3 separate regions of the Mus musculus genome follow, and regions 1 and 2 are each linked to region 3. A link is a contact called in public Hi-C and HiChIP or PLAC-seq data. All regions are on one chromosome and are shown on one strand. Each heading gives the region's core, a stretch centred on a gene start, on an enhancer-like site or on the middle of the called end of the contact. The rest is flanking DNA. Distances are from core to core; before and after follow the strand shown.

The links. A called contact is a pair of places that touch in the nucleus more often than the background predicts. HiChIP or PLAC-seq counts read pairs in DNA pulled down with a chosen protein or histone mark.
Region 1: a contact with region 3 is called in a FOXA1 HiChIP or PLAC-seq map of pancreatic cancer cells. The contact joins two enhancer-like sites. A contact is called at or near these places in 1 of 15 datasets of contacts at CTCF or cohesin (pro-B cells), 6 of 484 Hi-C or Micro-C datasets (the C2C12 cell line, CD8 T cells, bone marrow-derived macrophages and 2 more), 5 of 115 datasets of contacts at active chromatin or transcription factors (the 230-238 cell line, bone marrow-derived dendritic cells, embryonic stem cells and 1 more) and 1 of 9 other capture datasets (embryonic stem cells).
Region 2: a Hi-C map of liver shows a contact between it and region 3, with 3 times the contacts expected there. The contact joins two enhancer-like sites. A contact is called at or near these places in 5 of 484 Hi-C or Micro-C datasets (bone marrow-derived macrophages, cardiomyocytes, liver and 1 more) and 2 of 115 datasets of contacts at active chromatin or transcription factors (bone marrow-derived macrophages and pancreatic cancer cells).

The regions. Positions count from the first base shown.
Region 1 is chr2:128,208,161-128,211,646 of GRCm38.p6, reverse strand. No RefSeq gene overlaps it. Among named protein-coding and RNA genes, the nearest start is that of Gm14009, 40 kb to the right of the region's middle. Within about 2 kb of position 1,321, at least 76 of the 459 cell types and tissues checked have an H3K27ac peak or open chromatin away from gene starts, as enhancers often do. A contact at or near this core is called in pancreatic cancer cells, where this site is marked.
Region 2 is chr2:128,178,423-128,181,764 of GRCm38.p6, reverse strand. The region is part of intron 1 of Gm14009 (a long non-coding RNA gene); the gene reads right to left. Among named protein-coding and RNA genes, the nearest start is that of Gm14009, 10 kb to the right of the region's middle. Within about 2 kb of position 1,679, at least 107 of the 459 cell types and tissues checked have an H3K27ac peak or open chromatin away from gene starts, as enhancers often do. A contact at or near this core is called in liver and pancreatic cancer cells, where this site is marked.
Region 3 is chr2:128,565,152-128,568,420 of GRCm38.p6, reverse strand. No RefSeq gene overlaps it. Among named protein-coding and RNA genes, the nearest start is that of Gm39928, 17 kb to the right of the region's middle. Within about 2 kb of position 1,845, at least 47 of the 459 cell types and tissues checked have an H3K27ac peak or open chromatin away from gene starts, as enhancers often do. A contact at or near this core is called in liver and pancreatic cancer cells, where this site is marked.

The sequences.
Region 1 (3,486 bases), core at 72-2,571, 360 kb after region 3:
TTTCTCCCTGTTCAAACCCCAAAGCCACACCTGAAACCCAGCATTGTGCTACCTCACATGCCTTGGGGCCCTTGGGATTCTCTTCCTGGCCTCCTTGCTTATCTCTAAGCAGACCAGTTCCTGGACTGTGAGGAGCGCTCATTATCTCCCCGTTGCCAAGGGCACTCTCCCTCCTTCGCCTGCTTCTAGACATTCTGCCTCCCAACACTTCCCGTGGTTAGTGCTTGCTTCCTGGCCGTGGAATCCCAGTCTTACCGCCGTATGCCCACGGCCCCTGTTTACGCTAGTGCAGCTCAGGCTATAGAAATGGCGCTGGAGAGAATCCCTTTCCAAGCCCCCGCCCCCACCCTCCCCAGTGCACTCCTCCTTAGCCCCAGCACCTTCCCAGCTCCAGAGGGCACTTCCTCTTCGTTTTTCCTCTGTCCTCAGATGACCTCACCCTTCCCAGCGAAAGGTGCTCTCTGCAGCCTCCAGCGCTGTACAGGCCTCCACATAATCTGCATAACTGGCCTCCTCTGATTTCCTGCAAAATCTAGATTCTAGGTCACTTCTGTTTCCTAAGCCTCCCCAGTGTGCAGTCAGTCCCTCTCAGAAAAGGTGTGATTCTCAGAAAAGTTTCCTAAAGCCATGTTTGGAAGTGACTGTGTTTTAAAAACAAAAGCAACCCGGGACACTAAAAATTACTTTTCTGAAGCCAAATCCTGCAGGCTAGCAAATCCCAACTTCTCTGCCCTGCCTGTTTTCAAGATGCACAATAACACGATCCTAGCAAATTTCTGTTCAGGAGTCTTTCTTTTCTCTGACGAGGCCTTAGTATTTATCTAGTAGAAATATTTCATTTGGGGATTCTCTACCCTGTAACTTTTTTAAAAAATCAGTTATTTGGCATGTGGTTCCCATTTCTAGAGCGGACTTCTCTTCCATTGTCATATATAAAGGTTCTGACAATTCACGAGGCTTTTCCAACTTTAACCTCTGCTTTGCAGAAAAGATAGCTTTGTCCAGCGAGGGCCATCTAACACCCGTCTGTATCCGCTCTGTGTTTCCCTGAGAGGTTTGGCAGGCAGCCAACTCAACGTTTTTTTTTTCCTGCAGTGTTAATTTTCACATATTTATGACAATTTCCCCAATGACAAAAATCCCAAAGTGGGAGCAGTTGTCCAATTTAGAGCCCTGTCTTTCAAATTACAATTGACAGAAAATGCAGTTGAGGAAAACCCAGCCACTAGTGCACACGTGCAAGCGCACGCACATGGGCACACACACACACACATAATTTCATGAGCTCAGGAAGTCCATCACTCTCTAAATAAAGAAACACTCAAAAGATTGACATGGGCTGAAAGATCAATAGCTGGGTGACTAGTGAGAATATGCCTAAGACAGTGAAATGAAACTGATTGTAAGGTAGAAAACCACGCAGGGGGAATCTGAAGGCTTGTGGGAACCAGCGGGCAAACATGATGATCATTGTTAAAGTAATTAACCCAAACAACTTTTGGGTAAATTCCAGGGAGTCCTCACCAGGGAAACTGATCCTTCAACAAGTTGGTTTCCAGTAAATTCTTTTCAAGCTGAGTGGCTTCAGGGGAATGAATGATGATTCATTAGTTGGCAGACTCACCCATTTCTTTAACTTTTCCTTGTTTCCTGGGTCTTTCCCTATGGAGCAACAGGTACTAGGGTTGCTAAGTCCACACCTTCCTCCTATAGTCAGATGGGCTGGCCCTCATCACATTCAAGTGGAAATGGAGACTCAGTCTCCCCCTGCTTACCTGCTCTCTTTCCTATTGTAACTCTGTGGCTATTGGACCCAGACTCTCGTCCTTAATTAAAGATGCCTTGTCCTGGACTCTGGACCTCTCAACTATGCTATGATGTCTCCTAGATGTCCAGAGTTCAGCATGTTCATTACTGAACTCTCTTTTGTGCCCTAAACGTGTACCCACTGTCAAAGCCACAGAACCATTTTAAATCCTCTTTTCCCCACGATCACCAAATGCAAGCTAAGGAGCAGCTCCTCTCTGCTGCCACAAGCTGCTCCATCCTCCTACCTGGTAGCTCCTGCTACCATGTAGCCATGTGGTCCACAGCTTTTCAGATTTGGTGCTTCTTTTGGGTAAGACCACCACCCTCGGCCTACCTGTTTTTAAGCTATTCGAAACACAGCTTCTAGGCAGGAAGTTCTGTGCTTTCTTCCCCAGGAGTTTTGTGCTCAGCTAGCAGGATCCTCATGGTACTATGGCCACAGACTGGTTATCTGAGAGCTCCTGGAAGACAGGCCAAATCTAACCTGGCTCCATTGGCCCCAAGTCTAGTACACCGTGAGCATTTATTTGTCAGGAGACCCTGAGCTCATGGCATCCTAGGGTTGATCTTGACAGTGGGAAGTGGATCTACAAAGCCCCATGGGAAAACACCCAGGGGAGATGCAATGTGACCAGACCACTTTGGAAGGCTAAGGAAAACCATACAGCAGCTCCACTTAGCTAGATTCACTCCCATTCCTTTGCCTCCTCATGACTATATTCTAGAGTGCAACCTCCCTAGCCTGCTGTGTTTGAACAGAATGAAGGTGACACACATATGGGCAGATTGTGTGTACAAATTGAGTTCTGCTCTGCCTCAGGCTGGAGGCTCATTCTGGGTGCTGGGTTCTCTCCTCCTGCCTCATCACACTTAAATCATAGAAACGCTAGCCCTGGCTTAGCTAACCTTTGCAGCACTGAGAAGCCAGGCATGTGACTCGGTGGTAGTTAGAAAGGTCACATGGTTAAGAGCCTTCTTGGGTCAAGCCTGCAGGCTGTGAGGAGCCTCAATGCTGAGCCACTCCTTCAACAGCAGTGATCTGTGTCCAATGACATGGTCCTGGCTGGTCAGACTCCTTTCCAGCCCATTGTCTACTGGGTACTCCAGGTATAGGTGATGTCACCAAGAGGGCAGCCAAGCAGGAGGTGGCATCTGGTGCCCAAGTCCAGCCCAACAGGCCAACTCTTGTTGGCAAGAGAGATACATGGCTAATTGACCATAACAGGACCAAGCCCTTGCCAAGTTCTCTCTGAGAAAGGAGAAAACTATTTGAAAATAAAATTAAGCAGCTTCTGTAAAGCCCAGCATGCCCAGCATAAATGCTTAGTGAGGATGAACTGGCAACCGTCTACGAACGATAACTTTTGGGCCAGGGAGAGGGCTCAGTCCATAAAGAACTTGCCTGTAAAGCACAAGGACCTGAGTGATGCACAGGATTCATGAGAGGGGCAGGCATAGGCTTGGAGAGGTAGGCTGTAGATAAAGTGCTTACCACAGAAGCGCGAAGACAGGAGCGTCAGTGCCCAGACCTCTTGCAAAAGCCACCTCTAATCCCAGAACTCAGGAGGCACTGCTAGCTACCCTAGCTGGAACTGTGAGCTCCAGGTGCAGATGCTGATTCAATAAATAAGATGGAGAACAATCTAGGGAGAAATCTGGTGTCAACTCTGGGTTTTC
Region 2 (3,342 bases), core at 430-2,929, 390 kb after region 3:
CAGAAGAGGGCATCAGATGTCATTACAGATTGTTGTGAGCCACCATGTAGTTGCTGGGATTTGAACTCAGGACCTTTGGAAGAGCAGTCAGTGCTCTTAACCACTGAGCCATCTCTCCAGGACCTAGGATGAGGGTCTTAAAGCCCACACCCACAGTGACACAGCTATTCAACATGGCCACACCTACCCCAACAAGCCACACCTCCTAAAAGCGCTACTCCCTGGGCCAAGCATACACAAACCACCACACCATTCTACCATGCATGCACTTTTTAAAACACTGTGTTGTGCAAAATCAATATATACATATATAATTCAGAATTGCCAATTAAAAATAAATTAATTTTAAGATCAAGTCACATGTCTCTGTGTCCTCGATTATCTTTTAGTTCTTCACAGTGAAAGCATGGGTACATTGTATTAAAATATCACCTGGGCTCTGGGTGTGGCCATGTAACACTGCACTCCAAAGGCAGAGGCAGGTGCTTGGTTCTTTGTGAGCCCCAGGCCAGTCAGGTCTACATTTTGAGATTCTGCCTCAACAAACCAAACCACACCACAAACAAAGAGAAAAGGCAGTGTTCCTGGCCCATACCTTTAATCCCAGTATTCCTAAGGCAGAGGCAGGTGAATCTCTGAGTTCTGAATCTACACAGTGATTTGTAAGACAGTCAGGGCTACGCAGAGAAACCCCATCTCAAAATAAAACCAACAACAAAAAGATTCTATTTATCCAGGGAGTGGTGGCACACTCTTTTAATCCCAGTACTGGGGAGGCAGAGGCAGGCAGATGTCTGGGAGTTCAAGGCCAGCCTAGACAGCTCTGTCTCTCAGGGAGGCTGGCAATAATAAGGCAAAGCAAAACCCCTAAAACAACAACAACAACAACAACAACAAAACAAAAGACCTGAAGTAAAGAAAAAAACTACCCTCAAAAGTGGAAAAAATCATATTACTACCTATAAGCCTACATTTTTTACATCGTATGTATCAATTTTAAAAATTAAGATAAAATGACTAGAAAAAAATTGTTACTAGCAAGTTAAAAATAAATGGTTTCTATCTTCCTACAAAAAGGAACAATAATTCCTACCGTTGAGACAGAGTATCACTATATATCCCAGCCCAGCCCAGAACTCAGGAGCCTCTGCCTCAGTTCCCTATGATTAATGAAAATTTTAAAAAGAAACCACAATGCAAATAATAAAGTTCTTAGTTGCGTGCCTGTCGTGTGGTATCAGTGTAATTCACTGTGGCCACCGTCCCTTCTGTCAGTGAGTGAGCCTGAAAATGGATGTGCTGTGGGCGAGCTCTTCCATAGCTCCAGAACCCCACAAAGGAGACCAGGAGAAGCTGGAAGAAACCCAGCCAGGGGAACCTGGGTATTGGCGGGAAACTCCATGAAGCTCATCACCCCAGAACCCTGGCTCTCCTGAGGGTGGAGTCCATGCCTCTCCCTCTGGGTCAGGCTTCTGGGCAGTCAGCCAGCCACACTGCCACTTGATGGTTTGTTTGTTTGCTTCTAAAGACATAAAATCCAAGCTTATCAAACAAAGTCACACTTGGCCCTGCCATCTTGAGAGGTAAATTCCACCATTATCTATGCACTTCAACCCCTGCACAGAACACTTGGTTCCCAGGCGAGCTGGCGGCTGGCTGCAGGGCCGACCTTCACCGACTCACCCTTTCAGCCCCCTTTCAGTCCAGGAGCCAGCCAGTCACGAGGCAGGCGTGCCAGTCACACAGACTAGGGAAATGCCCGAAGGTCCAGCCCACAAGCTGGGAGGTTTAAAAAAACCTCTTTGAACTTCAGTTTCCTCGTTTCTATAAAAGTGGCTTGAGGACAATAGTCTCCTTACCAGCTGGTTTGTGATGAGGAGTCATGAAAAGGTGATTAAACATTGACCCCAGTGCTGGCCTTTGGGGAGGACTCAACACAGAACAGCTGTGGCCTCACCAGTTCCTTAGAAACCTCTCGCTGGGTGGAAGGACGAGGTGAGGCTGGGAGAGGTTTGTACACCCAAAGGGAAAAACATAGAGCTTGTGGCTAAAAAGCGCGGGGCAAAATGAGGTCAGCTAGTGGAAACGTCATCCAAAACTTTGCCAGAGCTCTCTTGAGCCAAAGTCCTCAAAATCACCTACTCCTACTGTGTGTGTTAGAATCCACTGAAACGGAAAGGGGCATCCTGGCCCGGAAGTGGGGTTCCCGTTCATACTGCATCTTTGCACAAATTACAAGCTAGGCATGGGAGGGGCAAGCCAGTGAGCTCGCTTTGAGAGCACTGGATAATACTCTTGCTTGCTGCTCCTGCCTCTCCTCGCCCTGCAAAAAGCCCACAGACCCATAGAACAGGAGGGAAAGAGACACGTCGCGTTTTTGAGACGATGGGCACTGGTAAGAGCTGACTCACAGCTGTCCTTGTTTCTCACTCCCGTGGTGCCTGGCAATACTCCAGATGGTGGAGGCACCACAGCCTGTGTCCTCAAATAGAGACCATGGGAAAAACCATGGTGGGTGAATAGTACAGGGCTCTGTTCCCCTCCCAGTTCACATGCGCCAGTCACCGTGAGCCTTGGGGCAGTATTCTTACCACAGTCAACCTGATTCACCCTCAGATGAGTGTGGACAACGGTGGGAACAGGAGGAAAACAAAGCCCAGAGACACCAGTGGGAGAGACCGTGTCAGGGAGAGCAAGGTAAGGCCTCTTGGAAGAAGATGAACCTGTCCAAGAGGCTGGGTGGAGTTGGGGATGGCAGAGCAGGGGGTGATGAGGTTAGTGTAGGATGCAGCTATTCAAAGAAAGTGCCTATAGGGGTCCTGGAAGATCCCAGTTCCGTCCACAGGCCAGACACGTGAGGGAAACAAGATGAACTCAAAATCAGCGCCAGCCTTCATGACCAGAGTTGAGTTGAGTTTCATAAGCTCTGCTGAGGTCAGAAATCAGCAGAAACGGGACAGGCTCTCAGCTGTCTAGTCCCAAGTCTCTTCCTCCAGGAAGACTTCCCGGACCTTCCTCAGTCTCAGATAGCCTCACAATAACTCTGCTACTGTGTTTGATCTTCTGCAGGATGCTGTGTGAGCTGCATGTGAGTTTTGTGAGTTATGAGTCACAGGTGGCTCCAACCCTGCTTTCTGTCCTTCAGTCTCCCATTCAGCACCCAACAGAAGATGCTAGGCACCACTCTGCATCCTCAAGGGATATCGTATGAAGCAAGAGGCAGGTTTTCTTGGGTCCACAGCAACATCAAAAAAGAGCAAAACGGACATGCAAATAAATCTATTTTAGCATTTGAGACAGACGTCCAACTGAGGAACATGATCAGAAGATGCCAGCCAGTAT
Region 3 (3,269 bases), core at 596-3,095:
ACATCCTTTGGGCAGTCCCTGAATCACTCTGTTGTACCTGGGGCGACAGTGATTCATAAGCGTGTGTCCTATTTAAAGTACAAGGTGGTTGCTTCTCCTAAAATCCTTTGGCTTCCTCCCCGGGAAATCACTTTAAGCTTACAAACCTCATGGCAGGAGTAGACTCCTGGCCCCCACTGCAGCCCTGGGTCATGTGATTTGTGGGATCAAAGGAGGTGGTTTACTCATCCCCGGGCAAGGTCAAGGGTAAAGTTCAGGTGAGGTTTACTCTGTCTAAGCCTGGATGTCGAGTGTTTTCATGTTTTTCATTCAGAGAAATGACTAGACACAAGAAAAACGGCCTATTGTAAGCTTCTAGCTCACACCTCACCTTTAAAAAAATCTGAGCATTCTGTCTTGGAGAACACGCTGAGAATCCCTGACACCCATTCAGCCGGCAGCACAGAACCCCAAACGTCAGGTGCTGGGTCTCCCTTGGGGTCGTGTGTGTGTGTGTGTGTGTGTGTGTGTGTGTGTGTGTGTGTGTGTGCCCGTGTGCAAGGCCAGCTATGAGGTATCACATATCTCTCTCCACATTTCTTTTTGAGGCAGGGTCTCCCATTGACCCTGGAACACATCAGTTTGGCTGAGAGTGGCCAACTAATTAGCTTTAGAGTTCCATCTGTCTGTCCGCTATTCCAGATATGGCATTGCAGATGTGTCTGCACCTGGCTTTTACATATACACAAGGGAAACAAACTCAGCCCCCGCCCCCATACATGCACAGCAGGTGCTGGGTCTCCCTTGGGGTCGTGTGTGTGTGTGTGTGTGTGTGTGTGTGTGTGTGTGTGTGTGTGCTAGCAACTGAGTCATCTCTTCAGCTCCTCCCTTGGGGTCAGCTCCTCGTTACCTTCCATTGCTCTTAGCAACCAACTGGGAACAAGGTCCTGGATAACTGACAATGAAGCTCAGCCTCTGTTAAACTTCAGTTTCGGACAACACTTTCAGAGACGGCAGTGTACAGTATGACCTAGTTTGTCCCACATCCCGCAGTCCCGGAGTTAATTCCAGAGTGTGAAACAGCATGCAGTACAAACCCAGGTTGCCCAATAAAGGACATGTCGGGAAACAGCATTATTTTTCTGATTTAAAGTAAGTAGGTCTGGAGGGCTCTGGGAAACAGTGGGATTTAGTTATAAAACGGCTATAATTGTGGGAGAGGCTTTGTATTTCAGTTTTGAAACACAATGAACAGTATATGCCACTTTGACGTGATTTACAGTTAGAGGAGGACTCTTTCTTCTAAGGATCGCTTCTCAATGCTCACGGGTGCCGTGAGACAGGGCCTTGGGTGAGCCTCACCTTCCCTTCAAATGACTCCTGCCACATGGAGCAGGAGGGTTTTTTAACAGAAGAGCATAGAGCCATGTTGTCCTCTTGTGAGAAACAGCAGGGACCGTTGGATACCCACAGGCCCCCTGCTGGCCACCCTGCTGGCAGACTTGCCTGGAGCTTCCTGCAGACATAAGGCTATCTGGGAACCTTGGCCACCCAGAGCACCCAGATGGGTGGCCCTCCTTTTTACCCCCACAACTCTCTTCAGCAGTGTCAACACTGTCAACTAGAAAGCCACTGTGTCCTGGATGGTGGACCAAACAGGAGGGAAACCAGGGTCGCTTTCTTGGCTATGCCTTGGATGGCTCTGTAAAGGCCAGACTCCAGATTTAAGACTCGCTGTAACCACGTGCTTTCAGAAGCCCCACCCCCACCCCCAGGCCTGGTCTAGCTCAGCTAAGCCCTTGTCCTAGGTCCCCAGGCTGTCACCTACTCCTCAGTTCACTCTGCAGCCATGACCCAGGTGGCTAAGCATGAGGTTACAGACTGGCTGGCCTTGACAAAGTTAAACTTTCTCTTTAAGCTAAGTGCGAAGGCCCAGGTGAGGCTGACTGGTAAAACATACGCAAGTGCCAGGCTGTGCCTGCGTGTTGGTTAGACTTTGTTCTCAGTTACTAAGTGAGTATTGTTTAATTTAGCAGTTTAATATTATGCTTTGTCAATTTGAAAGAACTGTCCTCCTTTTCAGGAAATAAAAAAAATAGTTTATTCTGAGCCAAAAGACTGACCAGTTTACAATGGTGAGACTGTTAGGTAGATGAGCTACAGCGGAGCAGGGGGTTGGGCAAGAATCTCTTCTAAAAGTCTCCGACATAGTCTTAGAGCGTTCTTAGCCTTCGGGCTGGGGGAGGGCAGAGTCCTGCTAAGCTCAGTGATACATTCTGAGGAGTCACCTGTTAGTCATGAGCATGTTAGGTCAGATCCAAAGTTAATTGGCCTAAGATAGCCCAGGGTAATACCAGCTCATAAGCTCCGTTTCACTTTTCCTGCTGTTCCTGCCAGCCAAGGTCAAGCTGTCTGCAGGACATATATACAGTGATGCTTGAGCCGGTGCCAAAGGCACTTTGTTACTAAACTCCGCCCCCAGCCTTAAGAATTCTTGCTCTAGACGCAGCTCCTCCCAGGAGTTTCAGCTCTGGTTTTGTTATGTAGCTCATCTTTATAGAGGCGTGGAGTTGAGTTGTTTGCTAATCTGTGCTTTGGTTACTAGCTTTTTTTGGACATGAAGTTATAACTTGCTAGAAGCTACCCAAGTTGTTAGCAAGGAGCCTAGGGCACGCTCAGAAAGAGGCCCTGCAAGCTGGCAATAAGGGAAATGTACAATTGCAGGAAGCTGTTGGAGCCATGCGTCGAGCATTGCCCAGGGGCTCCACGCAGGAACTCTTTAAACCTCCAAGTACAGAATCATCGTTGCATATGCTGTGTGCTGGTAATTACGACGCGGATCTGCCTGAAGTTGGGCACAATTTTTGTCAAGTTAAAAAGTGCACAGCGTTTACTACTACTTTACTACTTTGAATCCGTTAAATTTGTTTTTGACAATTTCTTGCAAGTTTGCAGTGCATACTGGCACTCTCCCCGCTACCCTCCACCACATCTGTCTATTTCCCCCAACATCAAATCTCTTTCTCACGTCTTGTGGATTCCTTTTGTTTTGTGACTCGCTCAGAACAACCAAGGCCTTCTGTGTGACCTTGACTTTGGAGCTATATTTTGGAGCCTGGTGGGCTGAGCAAAGGATACATAACTAAAGACAACGATTCCTCCTCTTCCACAGTCTATCAGTAGCCAATAGTTCACATAAAGGGGAGGGCCCAGGGAGCCCAATTCTCTGCTACGATTGATAGGGCAAGGGAAATAATTTCTTTCTGGTTGAAAAGATTCCCCAACCCTCA